2 separate regions of the Anas platyrhynchos genome follow, and region 1 is linked to region 2. Evidence: chromatin contacts called from public Hi-C data. All regions are on one chromosome and are shown on one strand. The core of a region is the stretch at or near the end of the contact, and the rest is flanking DNA. Distances in the headings are between cores, read along the strand shown.

Region 1 (4,570 bases), core at 1,442-3,941, 220 kb after region 2:
AAATAATGAGCAAGGTTATTGCATTCACTACAAAACGTAGAGAGCTTTGCTAGCAGGCTGCACTATGGGGTTTCAGTTTTTGGGGCCAGGACGTATCATGAATGTTTTGAGGTGGAGGAGCTCTGGAAGAGCATCCCAGGCTGCTGGTTTCCTCCCCGGTGCTGCCTCCCCTCCTCCTGATCCTCATGGCTGTGAGGGAAGCACCACCAACACAAACTGCTTCTAAAGTTGTGCTGTGGTGGTGTCCCAAATCCACAAACAGCCAAAACAAGAGTTCTGACAGAGGAATGGAAACGACCCAGTCTGCTCGAGTGAGCTGTTAACCTTTAGTCTGAACCGTGACGATTTACAGAACAGCACCTGGCCTTCAGCACTGATGGATTTTGGCAATAAGTCAAGTATCGTGCTCTGATCATCTCTTCTAAGATCTCTAAAGGTTCTCCGTGGTTCTACAGCCCCTTGTGATGATGAACCTCGTACGGTTTCATCTCGGCCAGGCAGTAACTGAGAGATGTGATGCTGAGAGAGGTGATGAGGCAGGGGACAAAGCTAATAACTGTCTGGGGCATTACACCAGAGCTGCTGGGCTAGCTGGATTCCCCACCAGCCTAATTAATGAAAGAAAACCCACTGCTGGGTTGCACAGAAAGCTTCCTGGTGGGGACAGTACCCTGCAGGTACTCGGGCTGTGGGATTTTGAAGCTGGGGCTTCAGTCTGGTCACGTTTGGCCTGGCTGTTAATGGAGGAAATCTCAGCAGGAGCCTCCCTGCGTAGAAATGAGCTCCCGAAACCCCGTGCTGGTGTGTTTGGTGTTGGAGGCTTTGCTGCCACCTCGTGTTTGTGGGGCTGGAGGCTGCAGATAGAGCCTCTGGGAAGGGATTTGCTCAGCCCAGGCTGTCTAAATGGTCACCTGGAGCTGCGTGGGGGCAAGGAGCAGTGCAGGGATGAAGGTGAGGGAGAGGAGGTAGGGATTAGCAGAGCTGGGGCAGGCTGGTGGTGTGGCTGACCCATGGATTTTGGAGAGCTGAGCACCCAGGAGTGTTGGTGCTGCCCAGAGAGCTGCAGGGCAGCCCCTCTGTGCTCTGATTTTCTTTCCCTGGACAGGAGCTGCTACTCACCTACCTCCTGGAGGCCAGAGAAGGGCAAAAGTTAATATTTGCCCCTCCTTTTTGCCCCTCAGATGGGATGCTCAGACGTGGCACACCTGACCCGTGCCAGAGCCCTGCCTCCTTCACGTTTAGCAGTGCCACGAGCCCCCTGGTGTGGGACGGTATCACCCCAAACCCCGTTTTGTGCCGTTGCAGGCTCTCCCAGCGTGTCCCATTCAGGCCACGTGTGAAGCTGCTTCCAAGGAGGAGAACAAGGAGAAGAACCGATACGTGAACATTTTGCCCTGTAGGTAGCAGAGCGGCCGGTGGGGCTGGGGGTCTGGGTGAGGGAGGACGCTGCCGGGGTGGTCTCGCCTCCCCGAGGGGCTGCTGCAGCTTCCAAAGCTTTATACACACAAAATCCATCCTTGGGTAAGGTCCAGCACCTCCCCAGGCATGTTCAGAGAAGAATTTGGGGGCACAAAGTCATTTATTCATGCAGCGAAGCCGGGATGGGGACCCACCGAGCCCGGGCTCTGCTCCAAAAAATGTCATTTCCAGCCCTGTGGGGTTTTTGTTTTTAATGCCCACTTGTCATTTTTCCCCAGATGATCATTCCAGGGTTCACCTGACTCCCGTCGAAGGGGTTCCTGACTCTGACTACATTAATGCCTCCTTCATTAATGTAAGTGGCTGCTTTCCCCCCGAAGCAGGGCCCGGCCACGTGTGTGGCTTTTATGGGGTGCGACTTTTGTCTGGGAGAGGACCCTGGAGGACAGGGGTGAACGTAAATTCCGCCTGGAGCTCTGCCATTGCTCAGCCCCATCTCTTCACACCTCGCTTTCCTCCCCCTTCTGCAATAACGCAAAGCTCCTGGGGGTGCTGCAGAGCCCAAGCCGGCCGCTTTGGGAGGGATTTGGGAGCCGTTCCCAGTGAGCAGAGGATTTCTGATTAACAGCTGACGGCTCCTGGGGCTGATTAATCACAGGTACTTCCCAGCTTGCAGGGCTGGACCTGAAAAAGAGATCAGGCAGTCTGGCTAAAATGTATTGAGAAATATCTTTGCCCTACTCGGCTCCTAGGGGGCAGCAGGGTCTGTGCCTTCTGGTAGGGAATTGATGATTTTGGAGAGTGGGAGAGTGTAAACTTCACTTTATAGTGCTCATATGAATACAAAATCCTGCTTTTTATTAATTTGATGTCCTGTTTCTTGCCTTGGGCAAATGCTGGTCTTTCATCTCCCCTTTTTCTCCTTTTCTCCGCAGGGGTACCAAGAGAAAAACAAGTTCATTGCTGCACAAGGTAAGCACCCGGTTGTGCTGCTAGCTGCGCCTCGAGGGGTTTGGGCTGGGTCCTCCTGCCCTGTGTGGACCCTGCTCAGGGTGAAAAGAGGCTGGGCTGGCCCACAGCTTGGCCCCAAAAAGTATTTCTGCGGGTGTGCCACAACTCTTCCCAAGCTCCCAGCAGAGCCTGACAGCAGCTCTCCTGTCACCCAGCCGGGGCAAAGCTTCGCCTCTCCTTTTTTCCCCTGGCTCGCCCTTAGCCTCGGGCTTGGCAGGGGATGTGGAGGTTGAGTCAGCTCCTTGCCTGGCAGGCGGTGGAGAGCGATTCCCGTGCCATATTGAAATAGGATCCCGTGGTTAAAGCACAAGGCTCGGGGGCAGGACTCGTGCGTGCTATTTGCGACGGCCACGGTTTCCCCGTGTGACCTTGGGCAAGTTGTTTCCACGCTCCGTGTGTCTGATTTCCCCTTTCTGGGGCTAAAAATGGAATTCCCGGTCATAAAAAGTCTCCAGTCCCTTTAAAAAAAAAAAAATAGCCCTGCTATTGTGTGTGATAGGATTGTTGTTTGGGTTAGCCAACCTACCCGGGGACGCATCCTGTGCTGACATCTACCGGCAAAAACCATCTCAGCATCAGCAGCTCTCGTGTGGCCAATTCCTTTCCCTAATAACAACCCCATCTGTTCATTTTGCCCTTAGGACCAAAGGAAGAAACAGTGAACGACTTCTGGAGGATGATCTGGGAGCAAAACACGGCAACGATCGTGATGGTGACCAACCTGAAGGAGAGGAAGGAGGTGGGTGGCAGCTTTTCGCCTCTCCCCGCCCTCTTCTCCTGAGTTTTTCTCCCAATCTCAGCCGCCCGCCTCCCATCTCTCCCCGCAGTGTAAATGTGCTCAGTACTGGCCGGATCAGGGCTGCTGGACCTACGGGAACATCCGTGTGTCCGTGGAGGACGTGACGGTGCTGGTGGACTACACCGTGCGCAAGTTCTGCATCCAGCAGGTGCTGCACCCCCCCCAAATCCCTCCCCGCATCCCTCCTCGGGGCCGGTGCCCTCTGCAGTCTCACCCCACAGCATCCCCGCCTCCCTTTCGACCCAGAGTTATTACAAACATGCTCACCTCGAGTGCCTGGGACCCCGTTTTCCACTCAAGGCAGGCAGCAGCCAGGTCTGACGTTCAGCCCCAAAATCCTCCAGCAGTCGCTGTCCCTTTCGGTGCCTCCACAGGAGCCAGCTCCGCCTCACGAGCCCAGACGAAACCCAGCGCCAGCGCCGTGCGCGTTGCTTTTCCTCGCCTTTCCCATCCGTCACTCCCTCGTCCCACCCTCCGAGGCTCCGGCTGCCTTCGTCACTGGTTGTTTTCCCCATGCTCCCAGAGGCAGGCGACAAAACTGGCGGGGGGGGGCATGGGGAATGAGAGAGTCAGGTTGGGGATGAAATTGGGCAGGTGGCATCACCTGGGTGATGGTAGGAGCTGCTCTGGTGTTTTCCAGCTTCAAGGCCACCCGCAGGATGCAGGATATGATGCAGAGCAATTAAAATAACAGCCTTTTAGAGCCAAATCCGGCCCTGGAGCTTTGGTTCGACGCTTCCTAAGCCTGCTAAGTTCAGCCTGGGGGCCGTAGCTCCCCCTCTGCCCCCTGCTTTTGGGGAAAAGAAAGTAAATCTAAGTATTTGGGATGAATCCCAGCCCGCCTTTCCCCTGCAGGTAGGCGACGTCACGAACAAGAAGCCTCAGCGCCTCGTCACGCAGTTCCACTTCACCAGCTGGCCCGATTTCGGGGTGCCCTTCACTCCCATAGGGATGCTGAAGTTCCTGAAGAAGGTGAAGACCTGTAACCCCCAGTACGCAGGAGCCATAGTGGTGCACTGCAGGTGAGCACTGGTGACAGCTAACCTCTGCCTCTCCCCGCTTGCCTGGGAAGCATCTTCTATTTAATACCAAAAGGATGTTTTTTTCCATCAGTTTTTCCTTTTTTTTTTCATTCCCACTTGTTATTTAACGCTGCGAGCTTCGGCCTGTCCACACGGGAACATTCAAAAAAAATAAAAATAAATTGATCTGAGCGAGGTTCTTGATCACTTGGTGCAGCTCGATTCAGTCAGAGCTGAGCTAAAATCCCCTCCTGTGCTTTGGAGGCACCTCCCTTGGTGCTCTGGGCCCGCGAGGGCAGCATCCTGAGCTGCAGGGAGC
Region 2 (4,544 bases), core at 731-3,230:
GAGCATGAAAAGCACCTCGCTGGGAGGTGCAAAGCTTCATCCCTCATCCATCATCCCTCCTCCTTCATCCCTCCTCCTTCATCAACCTGCCCACACACAGGTTTCCAGCGAACCCCAAGCACCAGACCCCAGAGCTAAGTGGCACATGGTCCTGGGAGAAACAAAGTATGGAGAGAAAAATCTTCATTAAAATCCAGGGTCCTGGGACACTTCTGAACGTGGCTTGCAACCCATTGCTGTTTCCTATTTATGTGCCTATTTAGCAAGATCAGACACCGTCATCGTGGTGCCTGCACATGGAAGGGAGCTTTGAAACCCCGATTACCAGCATCACAGCTTTTCTTGGATATCCCAGGATGAAGCCACGGGAGAAAGTGACAGTCCTGAGGCTTTTCTGGTGTCTTAGCCCAAAGGACTCCGTTTTCTGCTCTGCTTCCACTGTGCTGGGGCTGCTGGAACCCAGCTCTGGGTCCTCAAGGATAACCCTTGGCAAAAGCCGGGTGACTGAAGCAGGACAAACTTTCCATCTTTCCAATCCAAAAGCACTGCTCACCCTTTCTGCAGCACAACTCCTGAAACTCAGAAACATCACAAAAAGAGTTTTGCTCCTGTGATAAAAAGGGACAAGCATCCCAAAGCCTGCTGTGACCTTCTCCAACTCTGGCACAGCCAGGAAAGCATCCCTGAGACTGGAGGGGGCATGCAGAGATTGCGCCTCCTCTCCAGACAACTGTGTCTTGGGATGAGCTGGCTTACCCTCTTAACGAGTTGTGTGGTTTTTTTTCTTCCCCTCTTTTTCCCTCTTTTTGCTGACTGTAGAAGGAGCCCCCGTACTTCATTTATCAACTGGACATCCCACTCCTAAATAGCTGCAGTTGAGCAACGTGACTCCCACCCCAGATGCTTGGTAGGAAACCACAAGGAGCCTACGCGTGCTTCTCCTGGGGCAACAGATGCCAAAACAGACGCATTCATCACTTCGCTCCTCGCTCGAGCCCTTGGCCAGTGGCCAGGCAGATGGATAATGCGAGGAGATAAGGCAACAGCTAAACACGTGTCCTCTTCATCCTGCAAACTTTTTTTATTTTGGGGGAAAAAAACACACTGTTTAGACATCGTAAAACTATGCTGGTGTCTACGTTTTGCTCAGCTGACTTTAAAAAGAAAAGGATTTATATCCTTGAGAATATATATATTCCAGAAGGCATTTTTTGTAAAGTCAGGACAAAACCTTGCTGGTTTTGATGCACATTTCCACAGTTTAGGGGCTGCTTGGACTGGGAACGAGTGCTCATGCTAAGCCTGAGGACATGCAATTAAAACAAAGGGACTCATTAACAAAGGGACTCGTTTTATACAAGGCCTTGAACCTGTTACCCCTGGGGGAGAGCAGAGCCAAACGTCACTGGGGTGAAACACCGACCCGTGCAGCCCTTTGCCTGGCAGGAGGCTCCGAAAGCAGAAACCTGAGCCTCCAGCCCTCCTGCCACGAAGCCTCCCAGCATGAAAACACCCCCGAGGATTTAGGTGTCACTGGGACACCGAAGGACAAAATGGGACTCTCAGAGCAAGCTGCTGCCCTACCATAAATCCTAACATCCCCTCGAAGCCAGCACGAGCTGTCCAAAGCCTCCCCTCTAAACCCACACAGTTTGGGGGATCCCAAGAGCCGCAGCCCCCGATGAGCTGCAAGTTCCCTGCCTCTGCACCCACCTCCTCTGCAGGACACGCTGCGATTCAGCTCCGCTGCCCCGTGGCTTTGGGGTTAACAAAAAAACATGTCCCAGCTATTCCTTGCCCACGCGGTCAGAGATCCCTTCGAGGGAAACAAAACACGAACACACACACCCACGTATGCCTCGGTGACTAAAGCGAGAACCTGCTTGAGAAATGAACAGCAAGTTTCTTTTCAGGAAGCCTATTTAGGTCAAAGGCGAATCCTCCTGCTAAGCTGGCTGAGGGGTGGCTTGGACGCAGCACGCAGATGGTTTCTCGTTTATCAGCGGCCCGTTAACTCTGCACTAAGCTCTCCTCTTTGGTCCAGATTGTGTCGTTGCAGTAGGAAAACCCCAGCTCGGAGCGATTCTTCCATGCTGGGTGCACCCTCAGGATTGTTTGTCTCCGTTAGGATCGCTACAGGTGATTATTTTAAGGCTCCAGGGGGAAGCAGTTTTATTACCCAGAAGGTAATTTCACCCTGGTTGTCTCCCCAGACTGGTGCACATCAGGACAAGCTTGTAGTAAGTCGCTCACGCCAAGTAAATTTTCAGAGCGTTTTCTTCTTAAATTCCCCTTTTTGCTCAGCTTTATTTCCAGCCGTCGTTCTCAAGCACATCTGAGTGCATTTCCAAGCAGTTTGACTTGCTCGGTGCAAGAGCGGCCACTGCCTGAGGTGCTCTTCAGATAAGATGTGCTCTCCAGATCACCCAAAGAAAAGCTGGCAGGCTCAAAACCAGCCCTTGCCAGGCATTCCTTATCCTTGGCACTGGTGTTTAAGTCTTCTCACGGTTCAGCAGGATCTCTGCTCGAAACAGGGAGCACATTTACACAGAGCTGGGTACAGCCTGAACAAAAAGGGAGGCCCGCAGGGATACTCAGGGTGTATCAGAGGTGCTGGGGTGCCACCTGCTCCTGGACAGAGCAAAAACCATCAACGTGAGAGATGCAGCATCCCTGCAGGGAAAGTTAAGCTTCCCCATCTTGAAGAGAGGCTGTGTCCTAAGGTCTTAACTCTGCAGGCATAATATTTATCCAGATACAAAATGTCTGAGCCATGCTTTCACATCCCTTCACAATTCCCTGATAGTGGGCATACCTTTGACCTCCCTGAGAGAGCTCTTTGCATCGGTGGTGTCATTTAGACTTTGGGACCCTCTTTTCTGGAGGCAGGGGGTGGAAACCTCACCTGTTTGGGGCACTGCTGTCCAACAAAACGTGGAGTTTCATCGCACAGATAGTTCAAGAATGCATCTTCTCATTCTCCTCCTTCTTGCCCACACTCCCACACCAGTTTGTGTGGTGTTTCCCACTTGGACAAGTTACCATTACAGCTGTAGGTTATACTCCAGCTGTATCTGCGTTATCAAGGTCGTTTGGGGTTTTCACTTGGCTCTTCCGAATGTGGTTCAAGAATTTGTGAAGGACAAGTAACAGGTTAGACCCCCCCAGATTCCCCCACAAAATTATAGGAAGGTTTGCTGAAGCACAAGGGCCTTCAGCAGCTGATGGGCAGGTGGCACACAATTAAATACACGGTGATGCGGGAGGATTTCAGCACTAAGCTGGACAAGGCAAATGATTATGTCCCTAAGGCACAATTCCTCGAACACACCGTGAGTAAGATGAATGAGTACAGACAGTATCCAGATCTACCTGAAGATCCTCCTACTCCAAATTTCATAGAAAGGAAGAAAACCCCTATTTTTTATAACATATAAAACATATGAGCATATAAAAAAAGAGTAATAACTTACTGAGCAGAGTCTCCAGGAATTACCAAAGCACCCAGTCTTTTTATTACAACATTTATTTTAGTATAGAAGGCACTTACAATACAGAAAGGAAAAAAAAATGATAGGCACCGAAAGTGCAGTTAGAATTAAAATGACAAAGAAACAGTTTACCAGACGAAAAGAGCACCCTTCCCTGTTAACAATACAGCACATGGAAATGAAGCTATTGATGACTAGGTTTTTAAACAGTTAGGGCTTTTTTTTTTTTTTTTATAGAAAAGATAAAGGCTGTTCTACTGTGAACTGAAATAATAAAAAAAAAAAAAGAACCCCCTCCACACACCTGTAAAAGGAATCGGGAGTTGGTGGTGTTTGCAAACACGGGGCCTTTTAGCTCCGGCACTGGAGGAGGTCCTGGTACATCTCAATGAGGTGAGCAGCCTCTCTCTGCCCAGAAAGCACAGCACCGTGGGTAGTGGAATAATACTTCCTGTGAGTGGCCTCCCCTGAAAACATCACCTGCATGGGCTGGAGAGGATAAGAAAAGTGGGAAAGCTCAGCAGCGCTTACTGGAAAGCACACGTGAGGCAAAAAGGAGACAAAACTTTCTGTGCCCTCCCACATCCCCGCGAGATGACACCGGTGGTCGCAGGAGTGCTGGTTCTTGAAATCCCGGTGTGGTGAACCTCAGGAAAGGTCTGCCAATGTCAAGCTCACCCTTGGTACGCCTGCACAGAGCTCTTGGCAGGGCTGCAGCACCATCCGAGCTCCAATAACCTCAAAATCATCTGCATGAGGCACCGAGCACCTAACTCTCTGCTCTTCCTTCTCTTTACTCCTCAAAATCATACATTATTAGCCCTTGAGGCATTATTTTTCAGGACTGCAACTTCAGGAGCCAACACAGAACCCCAGGGGGTGAGACAGTGTCTTAGCTCTTACATCAGTAGTTAGGTGCTTGAGGAAATTGCTCCCAACTCACTTCTGAGGCAGGGATTTCATACCTTCCCTGAGAACTAGAGAAATATTCTTAAAGCTCCTGTTACCCATTTTAACAGATTTCCATGCTGAACAAAATTGCATGGTCGCTCT

The links. A called contact is a pair of places that touch in the nucleus more often than the background predicts.
Region 1: a Hi-C map of subcutaneous adipose tissue shows a contact between it and region 2, with 4 times the contacts expected there. The contact joins two enhancer-like sites. A contact is called at or near these places in 2 of 8 Hi-C or Micro-C datasets (skeletal muscle and subcutaneous adipose tissue).

The regions. Positions count from the first base shown.
Region 1 is chr4:76,905,745-76,910,314 of IASCAAS_PekinDuck_T2T, forward strand. PTPRA (protein tyrosine phosphatase receptor type A) reads left to right here. Exons shown (of 23, transcript XM_072037896.1): 9 at 1,306-1,396; 10 at 1,698-1,774; 11 at 2,355-2,391; 12 at 3,072-3,169; 13 at 3,258-3,377; 14 at 4,085-4,251. Among named protein-coding and RNA genes, the nearest start is that of MRPS26, 11 kb to the right of the region's middle. Within about 2 kb of position 2,692, at least 5 of the 8 cell types and tissues checked have an H3K27ac peak or open chromatin away from gene starts, as enhancers often do.
Region 2 is chr4:76,687,496-76,692,039 of IASCAAS_PekinDuck_T2T, forward strand. It overlaps SMOX (spermine oxidase), which reads right to left. Exons shown (of 7, transcript XM_027455818.3): 7 at 3,493-3,980. The coding sequence ends at 3,843. Among named protein-coding and RNA genes, the nearest start is that of SMOX, 48 kb to the right of the region's middle. Within about 2 kb of position 1,981, at least 6 of the 8 cell types and tissues checked have an H3K27ac peak or open chromatin away from gene starts, as enhancers often do.